Linked DNA regions of Neogale vison: region 2 is linked to region 1. Evidence: chromatin contacts called from public Hi-C data. All regions are on one chromosome and are shown on one strand. Each heading gives the region's core, a stretch centred on a gene start, on an enhancer-like site or on the middle of the called end of the contact. The rest is flanking DNA. Distances are from core to core; before and after follow the strand shown.

Region 1 (7,331 bases), core at 3,332-5,831:
CATGAGTTTATCATTTGGATACTCTCTTAGAGCCAGTCCGTTCAAGAAAGCCTGACAAAATTCTTAATAACCATACCTGCAACCAAAGAGGGGCATTTGGGGAATTTTTTTTGTTTAAATAATTAGAATCCTGGAAGATTTATAACTCGAAGGCAATCAACAAGTTTCTAGACCAGTGTAGGAATTCATTGTCTTCCTCTAGCGTTTAACTTCCTTTCACATCATGGGACCCACTTCCAGATTTCAAAAATTATGACAGCATCGGGGCAGAGTCACTTCCTCTCTTGATTAAGTCTGAGAGTGAGGGGGTGGGTGAATGGGCAGGATGGGTGGCTCAGAATGGTGGTAGATTCTGTTACATGGTCCTAAACGCTTGGTAGTATCTTTTGTCGGTAAAAGATGTCAGATGCCTTCCCTGTGGGCCCCACAGGCAGAGCCCTGGGAACTGGTTTTGACAGGCCGGCTCCGGTCTGCCCTCAGCCTTGCTCCAAGGACTGGTCTTGCTGGACCTACTGGTGGGAGGAGCTGCCCTAGATTCTCCTCCAGAAGAGAGTCAAGAGAACCCAAAGCCTGGCATGTAACACTTAGTGCTTTACCTGGTGATAAATTATGGAGCAGCTAACTGGTCCGTAGTAAACAGTTGCTCAAATGCCTTTTCAGCTTCTCAGTGGTGACAAACTATGTCTGAGAGAGATCTTACACCACATGAAAGATTTAGGGATTCCAGTTAGGCTATTTAAAACCTCTTGCCAGATGGGGGATGGTATAGCATACCTCACACCAAATTTGTGAGTCTCATAGTTAGGCACTGAGATTTTTAAAAAATAATAATATTTGAAGTCAAACAGCCCCACAATTTTAAGGAAAATCAAACCAAGCTAATTTAAATGGAATAAATGATGGTTTAAGCTAATCATTATCTGACAGAGCTTGGGCTGGTGTTTCCAAAATGAAATTAACTGGGACACCCAGGTGGCTCAGTCAGTAGCCTCTGCCTTTGGCTCAGGTCATGATTCCAGGGTCCTAGGATAGAGTCCCACATCGGGCTCCCTGCTCAGTGGGGAGCCTGCTTCTCCCTCTGCCTGCCACTCCCCCTGCTTATGTGCGCTGTCTCTCTCTCTGACAAATAATTTCTTTTTAAATATTTTATTTATTTGGGGCACCTGGGTGGCTCAGTCAGCCCTAACTACAGAGTTCTTAAAATGGGGATTCTTAGTGGGTCAAGTCCTCTGCCTTTGGCTCAGGTCATGATCCCAGGGTCCTGGGCTCTCTGCTCTGTGGGGAGCCTTTTTCCCTTCCTCTCTGTGCCTGCCTCTCTGCCTACTTGTGATCTCTGTCTGTGAAATAAAGAATTAAAATCTTTTTTTAGAAAAATGGGGATCATACAGGTTAGAAGTCACTTGTTAGCAAAGATCAGGATCAATGATTTGTGTGAATTCATGTCTTCTCAGCTTACCTGGTAGCATGGGTCATATTTTGCAATGAGGTGTGAGCTGCACTGGGCATTCTCCTTCCTGGTAGTCACCAGCTCATTCAGTATTTTTATGTGAGGAAAGAACTGAATCTTACGTCAACAGGATTCATTCTTCCCACACGAACTGCAACTGCAGACTTTGAGTCATTAATTTGTAAACCTTTATATCTCTTAAAAAAAAAATCATTATATCCCCAAGGCTGGCACAGTACCCAGCACAGGTATTGTTGCCTGTGACTGAATCAGTGAAAGACTGAATTGGTGAAAAACATAGGATGTGGTTGAGGAAAAAGACCACAGAGCATAGTTGTTATGAGAAGAATACCAGCCTTGAAATTATTATCACTGTTGCCAATTCCTGTTTATGTTTATGGATCCTTCAGAATTTCGGAGTATACGCTACCAATACTGTATAGCTCATGATTCTAGCTAGAAGAGGAAAAATGAAATCTTAGATAGAAAATTTTCTGGGGCTCCTGGGTGGCTCAGCGGGTTAAGCCTCTGCCTTCGTCTCAAGTCATGATCCCAAGGTCCTGGGATTGAGCCTCACATGGGGCTCCCTGCTCAGCAGGGAGCCTGCTTCCCCCTCCCCCCTCTCTACCTGCCTCTCTGCCTACTTGTGATCCCTGTCAAATAAATAACTAAACTCTTCAAAAAAAAAAAAAAAAGAAGAAGAAACTTTTTAATCTAGAAAGTGTAAGGCTCAGTTTTCCAGGGTTGGTTCAGCAGTAACTATTAAAATCACTAGCTTAGGGCACCTGGGTGGTTCAGTGGGTTAAGGCCTCTGCCTTCGGCTCAGGTCATGATCAGGTCAGGTCCTGGAATCGAGCCCCACATTGGGCTCTCTGCTTGGCAGGGAGCCTGCTTCACCGTCTCTCTCTGCCTGCCTCTCTGCCTACTTGTGATCTCTGTCTGTCAAATAAATAAATAAAATCTAAAAAAAAAAAAAAAAAATTAAAATCACTAGCTTACACGTCCCTTTTAGAAATGGGCCCCAGGCTTCTCACACATGTGGCTATAATACTGAGAGACCAAGGAGAATCTTTGATCTCCAGATAAGCTCATCGGCCTTTATATCTGTGATAATTTGCCCTTCAGACTGTTTGGGCTTCGTCCGAGGCTCTCTCTGGTTGTGGAAGCGGCCATCTACTGGTGGCTCATAGGTAATAACGTCCTCAGACCTAGTATTTCCACACAATCTTCATCAACAAAAAGAAAACATTTAAGGACTATTCCAGGTGGTAGCAGATTCCCATGTGGGAACAAGAATGTCCGGAATCTAAGGTTGGACATAAAGGTCTTCTCTGTTTGTGGCTGAATAACAATGGTTGGCAGCCTCTTTGACCTGACTTAGACTTCACCTCTTTACTCACGTCGTTCTTTACCCCCCAATCCACTTGTTCCTATTAGGCTTTAAGCTTTCTGGTCCAAAAGAACTTCTTCCAAGTCCACTATCTAAGTAGATAGTTGTTCATTCAAGAGCTCAGGAGAGGGGAGATGGGATTAAGCGGGGGAGGAGGCTCCTGGGCACCCTGACAAAGGAAATCAGAGATCAGCATCCTCACATAATAGCTTTGCATATGGGCAGAAGTGATTTCCTCGGACAGCTCTTCCATGGTGCTCTCTGGGCCATTAGGAATCACCTTGACTCATACTTCTGGTTTTTAGTTCGGCTTCTAGGAATGCATTATTTCACGCCCTGTGGAGGTGGATGGAACTCGCTGTCAGAGATGAGGAGCGCGTTCGCCCAGCAACCTCAGCCCCTCTGGAACCCAGGAAGTGTGAGGAAATCAGCTACCATGGCCCCGAGACGCTCACATAGATGCTCCATAGCCCCTGTCTGTCTAAAACACTCAGCCCGGTAATTGATTCTCCCTGAATGCCAAATAAGTAGGTTTAAAATTCTAATTCCATCAAAGCTGGTTGTCAGAGTTTGATAAGGAACAGGATATTTACATAGTCTCCAAGTCTCTTCCCACAAACTGCTTAGCAGTTACAACAGGAAAAAATAGAAGTTATGCAGTAGGAAAATGGGACAGTACTTAGCCAAGTGACAAAAATGAATATCACCCACAAACATCAACAAACATCGTGTCCCTCCAGACATGATACCCTGAGAAGGACACAAAATCACTTGACTAGAAGTCTAGCCAAAAAAAAAAAAAAAAAGGCAAAAGCTGCATTTAATTATGAGGAAACATCTGACAAACCCAAACTGAAGGAAATTCTATAAAATAACTGGCCCGGATTCTTGAAAATGTCAACATTATAAAGGATGAAGGAAAGTTGAGGAGCTGTTAGAAATTAAAGGAGACTAAAGAAATATGAAAACTAAATGCAAAACAGGATGATCTGGCACCAAGCAAAAGACAATCTTGTCAAAGGACATCATTGGGCTAATTGATGAAATTGGAATATTGACTTAGATAAAAACTATGGCATCTGTGGTATCAATGTTCCATTTCCTGAGATTGTTTACTTTGGTTATATAAGAAAAGTCCCCTAGGAAATACATACTGCAGTGTTAGGAACAAGAGGGCATGATGTATACAACCTGTTTTCAACTGCTTTGTATAAGAAAAATCTACATATTTGGCAGGGAGGGAGGGAGGGACAGAAAGGCAGCAAGTGTGACAACATGTTACCAATTGGTAACAAACAGGAATCCTTTGTATATTTTTTGTAACTTTACCGAAATGGCGAAATGATTTTTTAAAAAAAGGTTTTAAAACCTACTTTTCTTATTCTACGACCATAAACAAACAAAATAAACAGAAAATCCGTTTTCTCCTCTATGCTGGGTTGGGTTAGCCAATCAGCCAAAAGGGCCGGAAAGAGATTTTTGCCCCTTTCTGCCTGTCCTCCTGACACTAAATCAAACTGTCCCAGCCAGTTGTGGGCGATTCCTGTGGAGACACCAGCCAAGCAGGTCCCAGTTCTATGTCAGGGGCAACAGGCCTGGAGGACTGCGGGCCAGGCGGGCTGCTCTCCCCCTCTCGGCCCACCCCAGAGCCGAGGGTTTCTTCCAGCAGCAGCAATGGTGGTCGCAGATTGAGGTCAGTAGGAAAACAGATCTGTTTCGGGTTGTCATGTTGCACATTATGCGATGAGTGAACAGAAAAGAATGCAGCCCAGTGAAGGGACAGCCTGTGAACTCTGGGTCTGGTTTTGAATATCCTTATGATGCCCGGCATAGAAAACAGGAAACATCGGTTAAAACGGGAAATCGCTGTGGGCTGAGTTACTGTAATGCCTCATTTTACTTAGAAGCTGGCATCGAGTAGGGCCTTCATCCACAGCCTGACATCTCCTGCTTTTCTGTGCCTTGATAATTTTGCCCTCTCTGTAGGGCGGTGCATTACTCAACCGAGAGGCTTTTAGGCTGGGATTGCTACCTTTAAGTAAGCTTAGAAATTGTGTTTCTCAAGAGCTGTTTGTTTTGCCCTGTCTCTGGGTTTAAAAAGCAGTCTAGCTCTGCTGCTGGTTCTGGGTCCCTCCTCCTGCCTCCTCTTTTATTTCTAAGTAGGTGAGATGCAGCACACAGAGACTCACAGCCCAACTTAATAATATCCCGCCATTCAGGTCATGATCTCAAGGTCCTGGGATCAAGCCCCACATGGGGCTCTCTGCTCAGCAGGGAGCCTGCCTCCCCCCCTCTCTCTGCCTGCTGCTCTGCCTACTTCTCATCTCATCTCTGTCAAATAAATAAGATCTTTAAAAACAAAAACAAAAACAAAAACCACCACACCTTCATTTTAAAAATTAAATAAATAAATAAAAAATAATATCCCACCATGAGAGACTTCGCTATTATCATGCTAGACATAAGCAGTGGTGTGTTCCTGCAGCTGAGGAGCCCAGCCGGAAATTTGCTCTCTTGTCCTCCCCAGATCCCCATCACTCCTCTGGGCTCCTCTAAAGTAAGGGCAATTTTGCCAGGCGATCCAGGCCGTGAAATGGACATCATTATACCTGTTCCCTTCCTGCCCCTCAGAGCTGCTCTGGGACTCACATGGGATGATATGCAGCTGAGTAGGGAGACGATGGAAGCAATATACAGATTAGAGGTGGTGTTGTTTCTCTTTTTGGATGGGGATCTGACTGCAGGACTTTGGGCCTGTTTCCTCTGGAAGGAAGACAGTTTTTCTGTGTGACCTGGGCTGCACCCTCTGATGGGGATTCCATCTTGGCTGCCTGTTTCCTGTCTCCGGTGCCAAGTACTCAGCCTTGGCCTTCTGGCCTCACTTGGCTGCTTTTATTTTTCCTGTCTATCTAGCCTGTTTTCTGCCTCACCAATGAAAGTAGGCATGATGGAACCCGGAGCCTCGTCTGTACAGTCTGCAAGTGTTGCCCCAGCTCCTAGGACAGTGCTTGGCCCCCAGGAGGCGTATAACTGTTGGAATGAATGAATGAATGAACGAACCAATGGATGAAGGGCTTCCCATCCTTGGTTTTCTTATCTGCTGTTTGCCTCCTGTTCTGCACAATCTCATGCATGTCTATGGCAACAACTTTTTAGGAATCAATGGAGGACTCTCAAATCGATGTTCCTTCTTGGCCCATGGCTTGCTCCTAAGCCCCAGAGCTCCGGATCTGAGCACCCAGGGCCTACTGTGGGAACGTTCAATGAAGAACGGATTTTGAGTATAGATTCTGGAAGGAGGATATTTGCTCACTGGTGCTGATCTGGGGCAAGTGATGTAATTTCATTGTGCTTGGTCTTTCTCATCCTTAAATTGGAGATTAACAATAACGCTGACTTTATAGGCTTGTTGGCACAGGTAAATGCGTTAATACCTGTAAATAGCTTAGAAGTTGCTTGATACATAGTGAACTGTCTGTAGAGCTCACTGTACCCAGGTGCCGTGTGGGACATCGGGGTGATTGGTTTCTGCCAGTTTGTCATGGCAGAATAAAGGGGGCACTGCTGAATCCTGAACTGTTTCTCCAAACGAAGTGCAGACTTATTCTTTGCCTGTGGCATGTGGACCTTGGCTACCCATGCCTCCCTGCTCAGGAACCAGAAAGTGCTTTTCCTAACCCAGCCAACTCTATGGCTGAGATAGCTCCTGAGCTGTGAGACCCCTGCCTTGATCTGCAAACTCCCGTTTCCCACTACTTGCACGCCCGTGGGAGAGAGCCTCCCTTAGACTCTTCAGGTTCACTTCTCAAGCTCTGCCTTCTAGAAAATCCCCTCCCTTCTTTGGCCACGTGGACACGTTAGGCCCGGATCACTGGTCCAGTTCAGATAAGAAAAGACCCCCTAAACCGGTAGGCCCAAGCTCATTTTGCAGTCTTGTTTGTAACTGTAGTAATGTCACAATTCAGTTGAGATTTTCATCACACTGGTGAGGAAATTCATAGGGAAGGTTACTACAGCAACCTTCACTCTGCTGGGGGAAAGCATATCCCTCACAATGGGGCCTTTCAGAGCCTGGGCCCCAAAGCTGGGCAGTGATTCAGTCTATTCAAAACACAATGGGGCAAAACAGAATAGAAAGGAAAGACACATTGTTTTAGGCCTCCCGTCCCCTTTGGTAGCTTTGCGCATGCTTGTCCATCCCTGGGCCCAACTTGGCTTTTGACTTTTAATTTCACAACTCGCTTGGGACTCACATGCCTGCTCTCTAAAGAGCATTTCGTGTCGGTCTAAATAATAATGACGACAACTCTACAGCCAGAAAGTGTAGAAACTCACTCATAGCCAGAAAGTGCTGCCGAAAAAATACCTTTAAGAAAAGGTGGCACAGAGTTTCAATTGGGAGACCAGGAGAACACCGATTGATTAGGTATGTTTAAAAATATTCAAAAAATAAAATAAAAATAAAAATAAAAATAAAAATATTCAAACCACGCT
Region 2 (7,226 bases), core at 2,036-4,535, 62 kb before region 1:
TCCCTATACTTCAAGAAAAACACAAAGATCCAGGAAGGCATAACTAATGTGATCAAGAGCTATTATTTTGACAGTTCCAGCATCTTTGAGAATTTGATGAAAGCTATTAACTCTCCCTGAAGGAAAGGGCATACACAGAAGCCCCCAAGATTTGGCATATAATTCAGAGGGCAGCTGATTCTGATCTGATCCTACATGAACCCACATCTGGATCCTTAACCTAGAATACATGGCAGGTGGCAGGAGAAAGGAACCAATATTCGTTGGCCATCTTTATACATATTTCATTTCATATGCACATCAATCTATTTTATAGATAAGGGAACTGAAGTGCAGAAAGATTACTATCTCACAGCTAGTTAAGTGACAAAGCCAGACTTCAAATTCACTTTTATGTGCCACTAAATCTTATAATCTAAGTACTGCGTAGACACACAATTTCTTTTTTTAACTTGGTTCCATGCCCAGCATGGAGCCCAACGTGGGGCTTGAACTCACGACTCTGAGATCAACACCTGAGCTAAGATCAAGACTCAGCTGCTTAACCGACTGAGCTACGCAGGCACTCCACTATACCAATTAATATATACATTTATATTTCAATCTGGAAAAGAATTATATTACAAAATCATGAAAAATGAACACAAGCATATATCTTCATCAGAGTCCCACCTACTTGAATTACCTCTGAAAACTGGAACAAGATTATTAGGACAAATGAAAGCAAGCATTTAGGGGTGCCTGGGTGGCTCAGTCAGTTAAGTGTTGGACTCTTGATCTCAGGTCAGGTGTTGATGTGAGTTCAAGCTCTGTGTTTGGCTCCATGTTGGGTATGGAGCCTACTTTAAAAAAAGAAAAAGAAAAAAAAAGTAAGCATTTAAAAAAGAGATCTCAAATGTTAATACAAATGGCATTGAGTGTCAAGATAGTTTTAGATCAATCCAAGACTGATAAATTGTTGATGGATTCTTAAAAGATTTTTCAGTGTCTCATTGTACCCCTGCTTTACAGGGAAAACAACCACATCTTTGCCTGTCTCCCTTGAAGCCCATGTCAATCCGATTATTCATCAGGGTTGACTGTGGATGGGATGGTGGCTTAGGCAACATGTCATTTCCCACCTAAGCAGTGCTTCTTGTATAATTGGTAAGCTCCAATATTCCTTTTGGTAACCTCTGTTCATTAGTTCCTAAGATACCTGATCATATTCTGGCGTGCCCCTGCAATGTGGAATCAGTTTCCCTGGGAATTTGGTGGGTCCTGGCTGTTTGTACCTTCCCAGTACCTAGTACAGAGTGAGTGCTCAATAGATGTTTTGCTATTTCCTGTCCAATTTGTACTAGATCGCTGCCAGATGAATTCCCTAACCCAAAATGTAGCTCCTAGTATGGAAGTTCCTTGCATAAAACCACTGTTGCTTTTCATTATATTTGTACCTTTCCTATAATTATTTATTGTTTTAATATTATCTTCTGGGGCTCCTGGGTGGTTCAGTTCATTAAGCGTCCACCTTTGGCTCAGGTCATGGTCTCAGGGTCCTGGGATGGAGGCCCGTGTTGGGCTCTCTGCTCAGTGGTGAGTCTGTTTCTCCCTCCCCTTTGTGATCTCTCTTGCTTTTGTTCTCTCTCAAATAAATAAACAAAATCTTAAAAAAAAAATAAATATAACTATCTTCTGTCTTGCTCCTTCCCAAATTGTAAGCTTGGCAAGGGAAGAAACCACTGTGCTCATGGTTGCTGTGCTGACCTATAGTAGGCATTTAATCATATCTGTTTCCTCACAGAATGGATGATTACTACAAGAATTTAAGAATGTAGTCAACATGATTTTCTTTCAACTTTAAAATGGAGATAAAATTTACATACCCTTCTATAAGGTATAATTCAGTGTCTTTCAGTATATTCACGAAGTTGTGCAACCATCACCACTAATTCCAGAATATTTTTATCACCCCAGTATGAAAACTGTTTCCAAGGTTTAGTCCATGTTGTGGCCCATGTCCGCACTTCCTTCCTTTTTAAAGGCTGAATAGTATTCCATTGTATGGACATACCACATTCTGTTTAGCCATTCCAGGCAAGATGATTTTTTTTTTAAAGATTTTTTTTTTTAAAGATTTTATTTATTTATTTGACAGACAGAGATCACAAGTAGGCAGAGAGGCAGGCAGAGAGAGAGAGGAGGAAGCAGGCTCCCTGCTGAGCAGAAAGCCCAATTCGGGGCTCGATCCCAGGATCCTGGGATCATGACCAGAGCCGAAGGCAGAAGCTTTAACCCACTGAGCCACCCACGCGCCCCGGCAAGATGATTTTTAACATCCACACCAACTCTAGAGTCCTAGATCAAGTGAAGACCTACCGCCAAAGTTCATAAACAATAAATCATAATGCTACATACTTTCTCTAAGCCAGAAGTTTTCATTTCTTACCTGCCACAGATCCTGGGAGAACAGTCATGTTGTAACCCACCAAGATTACCTTCTGAACGCTTAAAACAATAAGACCACACTCTCTACCTTATTTCAGGATTCTTCCCCCACCTCCAATGTCCTTCTCACTGCCCACTCCATGCCTTGAAACTCCATATTCTGGAATAATTCGGCTTTGCAGGTATGGTTGTACAGCTAATTGTTCTCAACAGATAGGGTTGACTGAGGTGGGTGGGTGCTTTTTCCCTCACTTACCTTTCTCCTGTCTCTCTGTTCACTGCAATGCAACTTTTTCACAATTCAAAAGTCCCCAAGAGAGAGACAGAGGGAAAGGAAAAAAAAAAAAAAAAAAAACGGAAAAAAAAAAAAAGCCTTCCTTTGTTTTCCAAGGAAATTCAGGTAAAAGGAGGGGTAGGGGAAATGATATTTTTGACTTTCCTCACAATCCAGACATTGGAAAGAAAAGGGATTTCCTTTGGGCTGCAGCCATGACTCTGATCTTTTATGCTGATAAAATATTTCCTTCTTAAAAAAAAAAAAAGTTATGGGAAAATCATACCACATCGACTTGGAAGCCACACCTACTGTAATTTTCGCGTTTAAAAAAAGAGAGAGAGAGTCTTGCTCACTTTCACGGAGGGTTTTGCGCGGTTGAGGTCTTGCACCCGGGAGCGAGCCGGGTCAGCGGCGTTCCTTTGGAAGCTAGCGTGGAGGACTACAGGATCCAGAGGTCTTTGGAAACTCCAGCAGCTCCAAGCTTGTTGGCTACCACGGTTTCCCTGAGGAGTGACGCTGTGAAAACAAACCCTGATTGGTCAGGCCTGAGCTGAATTCTCCATTTATGGACAGATTGCCCAGCCCGAACCGAGGCTCTGCCGGAGGAGTACAGAGTAAGTGGCTGAAGAAAGAAGGAGCGATCCTGGGCAGCCGGGCAGACGCGCGGAGAGCATCGGGCTCATCTACGCGGGTTGCGAGCGCCTGGTCCGAGTGGACCCCTGCCTTTGGCAGGATGTGCCCCGTCTGCTAAGTCGCCTCCTTCTCGCCCTTCACCTAGCGCCGCCGATCCCGCCTGGATGGAGTCCCCCCAGGGTTCCCATTGGCTCCTGTGAGTGCTTGGGTGTCGAGAGCCTGTTTTTGGCGAAGGGGACCAACTTTTGAAGTTTGCCCAGGAGTCTGCGATCCAGCCCCAGCTCCCCGGCAGCCGGACCCGGCAGAGGAGGGACCGCAGCGCGAGTCACCATGGTGAGTTGGTCGCGCGGCGTCCCGGGACGCCTGACCCTGGGATGGGGCAGGAAGCGCCGGCGCGGGGTACCCACCTTGGGCGCGCAGCCCAGGCCAGGGGTGGAGAAGGTGGACGCGGGAGTCGGCACGTCGCGAGCTCTGCCCGCCGCTTTCCGTAAACCCTGGCCGGGGGAGAGGGAGCGAGGGGGCCAAGGAAAACTTTCTTTCAAGTCGCTCTGGACGCCGCGAAACTTTTTGTGGCCGGGTTGCTATGGCTGCCAGCTGTCGGAAGCCAGTGTATGGGCAGCTCTGAGCTCGGGGGCGCGGCCCTCGGAGGGGACCCCTCTCTTCCTGCCGGGCCGGTCGACAGCGCCCGTGCCCCGGCGTTCCCGCCCGCTGCGGCCCGGAGCGCGGCTCTGCGGCGCTGCCGCCGGCTCGCCGCGCCCCCTCCCCTGCGCGCCCCGCGCTCCCCTCCCCGCCGGCGGGCACGGGCGCCGGCTGCCTCCCCGCCTCCCCGCCTCTCCGCCCCCTGCGCCGCCCGCAGCTGTCCCGCCTGGCTGCTGCACGCTGGCGGGGGCGGAGCGGGCCGCACAAAGGGCGGCGGGGGCGCCAGGTAGGACGAGCACCTGGCGCTGGGCGGGCGGCCGAGAGCGAAAGTGGCGCAGCCGGCAGCCTGGCCGGCCTGGCCTTCGCTGGGCGCGGGCCCGCTGGGTCTCTGCGCCCGGGAGGCCGAGTAAACACCCCCACCCCTGCCCCCCACCCCTTCCCCGAGGGCTAGGTGACTGGCGCTTCTCGGTGTACCGCGAACCGGTCGCCCGGGAGGAAGTCGAGTGTTTTGTTCTTTTTCCTTTGGCACTTTGGGAATACAGGGAAGTGGCTGACTTTTTCTCCGACTGGCTTCTGACTTTTCCTCTCCCCGCCCCCGAGAGCCCCAACTCCGCCCCCATTAACCTGAGCCGCATCCCCCCCGGGTCTCGGTGGGGTGTACGTTTCTTCCCGAAGCACAAAAGCAAGGACTCGGTTTTGAAGAGATGGACAGTCCATCCGAGAAAGAAAGAAAAAAAAGTTCGACTACAAGGCTTCATAGTTTCCACACTTGCTCCTTTTCAAAGAACCCTGCTCGGGTAGATGGCCTGATCCCCTTCTGGTTCGGTTTGTTCGGTTTTAATGATTGTGAATGTGGAGTTAAGTCAAAAACGGTAACTAGTACAACACCAATTTAAAAAAAAAATCTGTCCTGCGTGACCGGCCTGAGAAATGTAGCAAAGGCCCATGCGAACTTACGGTCGAAACTCAAAAGCAGCTCTAGACCCAGTGCTGTTTATTCAAAAGAATGTTTCTAAAAACAAAACAGTCTTTAAAAGGGCATCTTTGACACAAGCTTTTTCTTTTTACGTAGTCCAAAATTGTGTCACTTCTGTTCCTCCCTAAGAGGACACTTCATCTGTAAATAAATTTCCTCCTTAAGTTTCAGGTTTTAAGAAGTCGGTCTAACCTACATTATTTTTGGAACCCCTGGGAGAGAACCATTTACTTACACTGTGTGTGTAAGTGTGTGGTTGGGTGGAGGAGCGACCGAATTGGGCCACTACCTAATTGGCTGCTTGAATCTGAGCAATGTGATAGTCCTGGTACTTTGGAATTGCTATCATTGTTTTCCGTGAGTCAATATTTCTAAAAAAAAAAAAAAAAAATCAATGTGTTTATGTCAAGAGCTTCAAGAAACTTAACTGAATTCAAATACTTGAGAGCTACCTTGAGAAAGTTAGCTTTCCCTTAGTTAATTCATTTTTCTTGCTGGACACACTACCAAAGTAGTCTATGATGCCTTTTCTGGAGACCTCGGAATCTCCATACTCAGTTTGGCTGCATTGCTTTTGAAGGTGGTTGATCAAATGGGTGCAGAGGAGGCATGTTGGAAGGAAGAGACTTGTTGCCAGAGTTGTGTAATGTGTCTATGGGAGGACAGGGTGTGACTTACCTGTTGATGGGTTCCCTGCCAACAGCGCAGATGGCCCCGTTGCGGGCAGCCAGGCGACTATCAGCGCATCAGAAAAAAGTTGAAACAGCTGCTGTCCTGAAATCGGAGATTTGCCATCGCTGCATCTACTAGATGTAGAGTAGCATGGCAAAAATGAAATGCATCACTTCTTCCCTGGCTCGAGAGATTGTTCATTAGCTATGGGAGGTTGTCTGAGAGCAGCGTCATCCATCTTAAACAGAAACCTCAGTTACACTGTTTACTGTTTATGTAAGATGCCTTCAAGCCAGATGAGGCTGCATTTTGTGTGTCACATCTGTCTGGGTCTGCCCAGCTGCATCCTTCAGCCGCTCAGTACCGGAAGAGAAGGGGCATTGCCTTCCATGGGTGTGGCTGAGGCTTAGCCTGGAGAATAGAGTTCCTCGGGCCCTCGGGCTGTAGGGAGAGCACCTGTACTGTTGTTTGCGGGTTTGTGTGTGTGATCTTTTAGGAAGTCTGGTGGCACGTGAGGAAGACTCTCCTCTTGTCCCCATGGCCCTCCCAAGACTCATTCAATTGTGACTCATAAGGAATATTGTCATTTTCTGACTCATGAGCATAATATCCAGCTTACAGTTCACCTCCTGTCTCTTTCCTCAAAGTTCACTTTGGACCACTTTTCTCCATCTTTGGAGAATCAACAACACTACCAGGCGATATAAATTTGTACCTTTTTCCATAGGAGACTTGAAGAACTGAAAAAAGAAAAAAAAATCTCTGCCTGCCTTTATAATTCAGTGGACCTTGGTTAGGAGGGTACGGCAGTCTCCTTTGTCTTTTTTTTTAAGATTTTTATTTATTTATTTGACAGAGATCACAAGCAGGCAGAGAGGCAGGCAGAGAGAGGAGGGGAAGCAGGCTCTCTGCTCAGCAGAGAGCCTGATTCGGGGCTCCATCCCAGGACCCTAGGATCATGACCTGAGCAGAAGGCAGAGGCTTTAACCCACTGAGCCACCCAGGCGCCCCTCCTTTGTCTTTAATTAATAATCATACCCTACTAAGATTTCTTTTGTCGCGTGTGGCTTTATCATTTACAAGGGAAGTTCTGCTTTGTGGCCATGATGGTTTGAATGGTCTAATAGGCTAGAGCCCATGTCTGTAGCTCTGCCATATGCTTTGAATGCAGAAATTATTATTCATAGGGCTTCTCTGAAGTTAAATACACTAAAATATTTAAGTAAGTCTGAATTGGCCATTCCTTCAGACTGTGGTCAGGTCACATTCCTTTTTCCTCACTTACGTAGTACTTGGGAGTGAGTTGCACAAGTTACTCATAAAAAGTACACAGGAATAGACCTAGGAACTTAGAAATCTGTCAGATAGCTGACTGCAAGGTAGGTAAGTTCCTTTGGGTGAAGGTAGGGCATGTATTTAGAAAGTCTGGAATCGATTTCAGATGTTTTCTGGGAAGGTAACCTAGTCCATTCCCACTGATTAGTTTATCAGATTTGCTAATAGTTTCCGGGCCAAAACGACAATACAAACCCAAAACAAAACAGAAAATTGGGTTGAAATACAGAGAAGTTTTGTGTGTGTGTGTGTGTGTGTGTGTGTTTT

The links. A called contact is a pair of places that touch in the nucleus more often than the background predicts.
Region 2: a Hi-C map of muscle shows a contact between it and region 1, with 5 times the contacts expected there. The contact joins the promoter of MYO1E here to the enhancer-like site in region 1. A contact is called at or near these places in 2 of 3 Hi-C or Micro-C datasets (fibroblasts and muscle).

Annotation. Positions count from the first base shown.
Region 1 is chr13:101,258,306-101,265,636 of ASM_NN_V1, reverse strand. The region is part of intron 1 of MYO1E (unconventional myosin-Ie); the gene reads left to right. Among named protein-coding and RNA genes, the nearest start is that of MYO1E, 61 kb to the left of the region's middle. Within about 2 kb of position 4,581, the one cell type or tissue checked has open chromatin away from gene starts, as enhancers often do. A contact at or near this core is called in fibroblasts, where this site is marked.
Region 2 is chr13:101,319,099-101,326,324 of ASM_NN_V1, reverse strand. It overlaps MYO1E (unconventional myosin-Ie), which reads left to right and starts at 3,285. Exons shown (of 28, transcript XM_044230483.1): 1 at 3,285-3,670. The coding sequence starts at 3,668.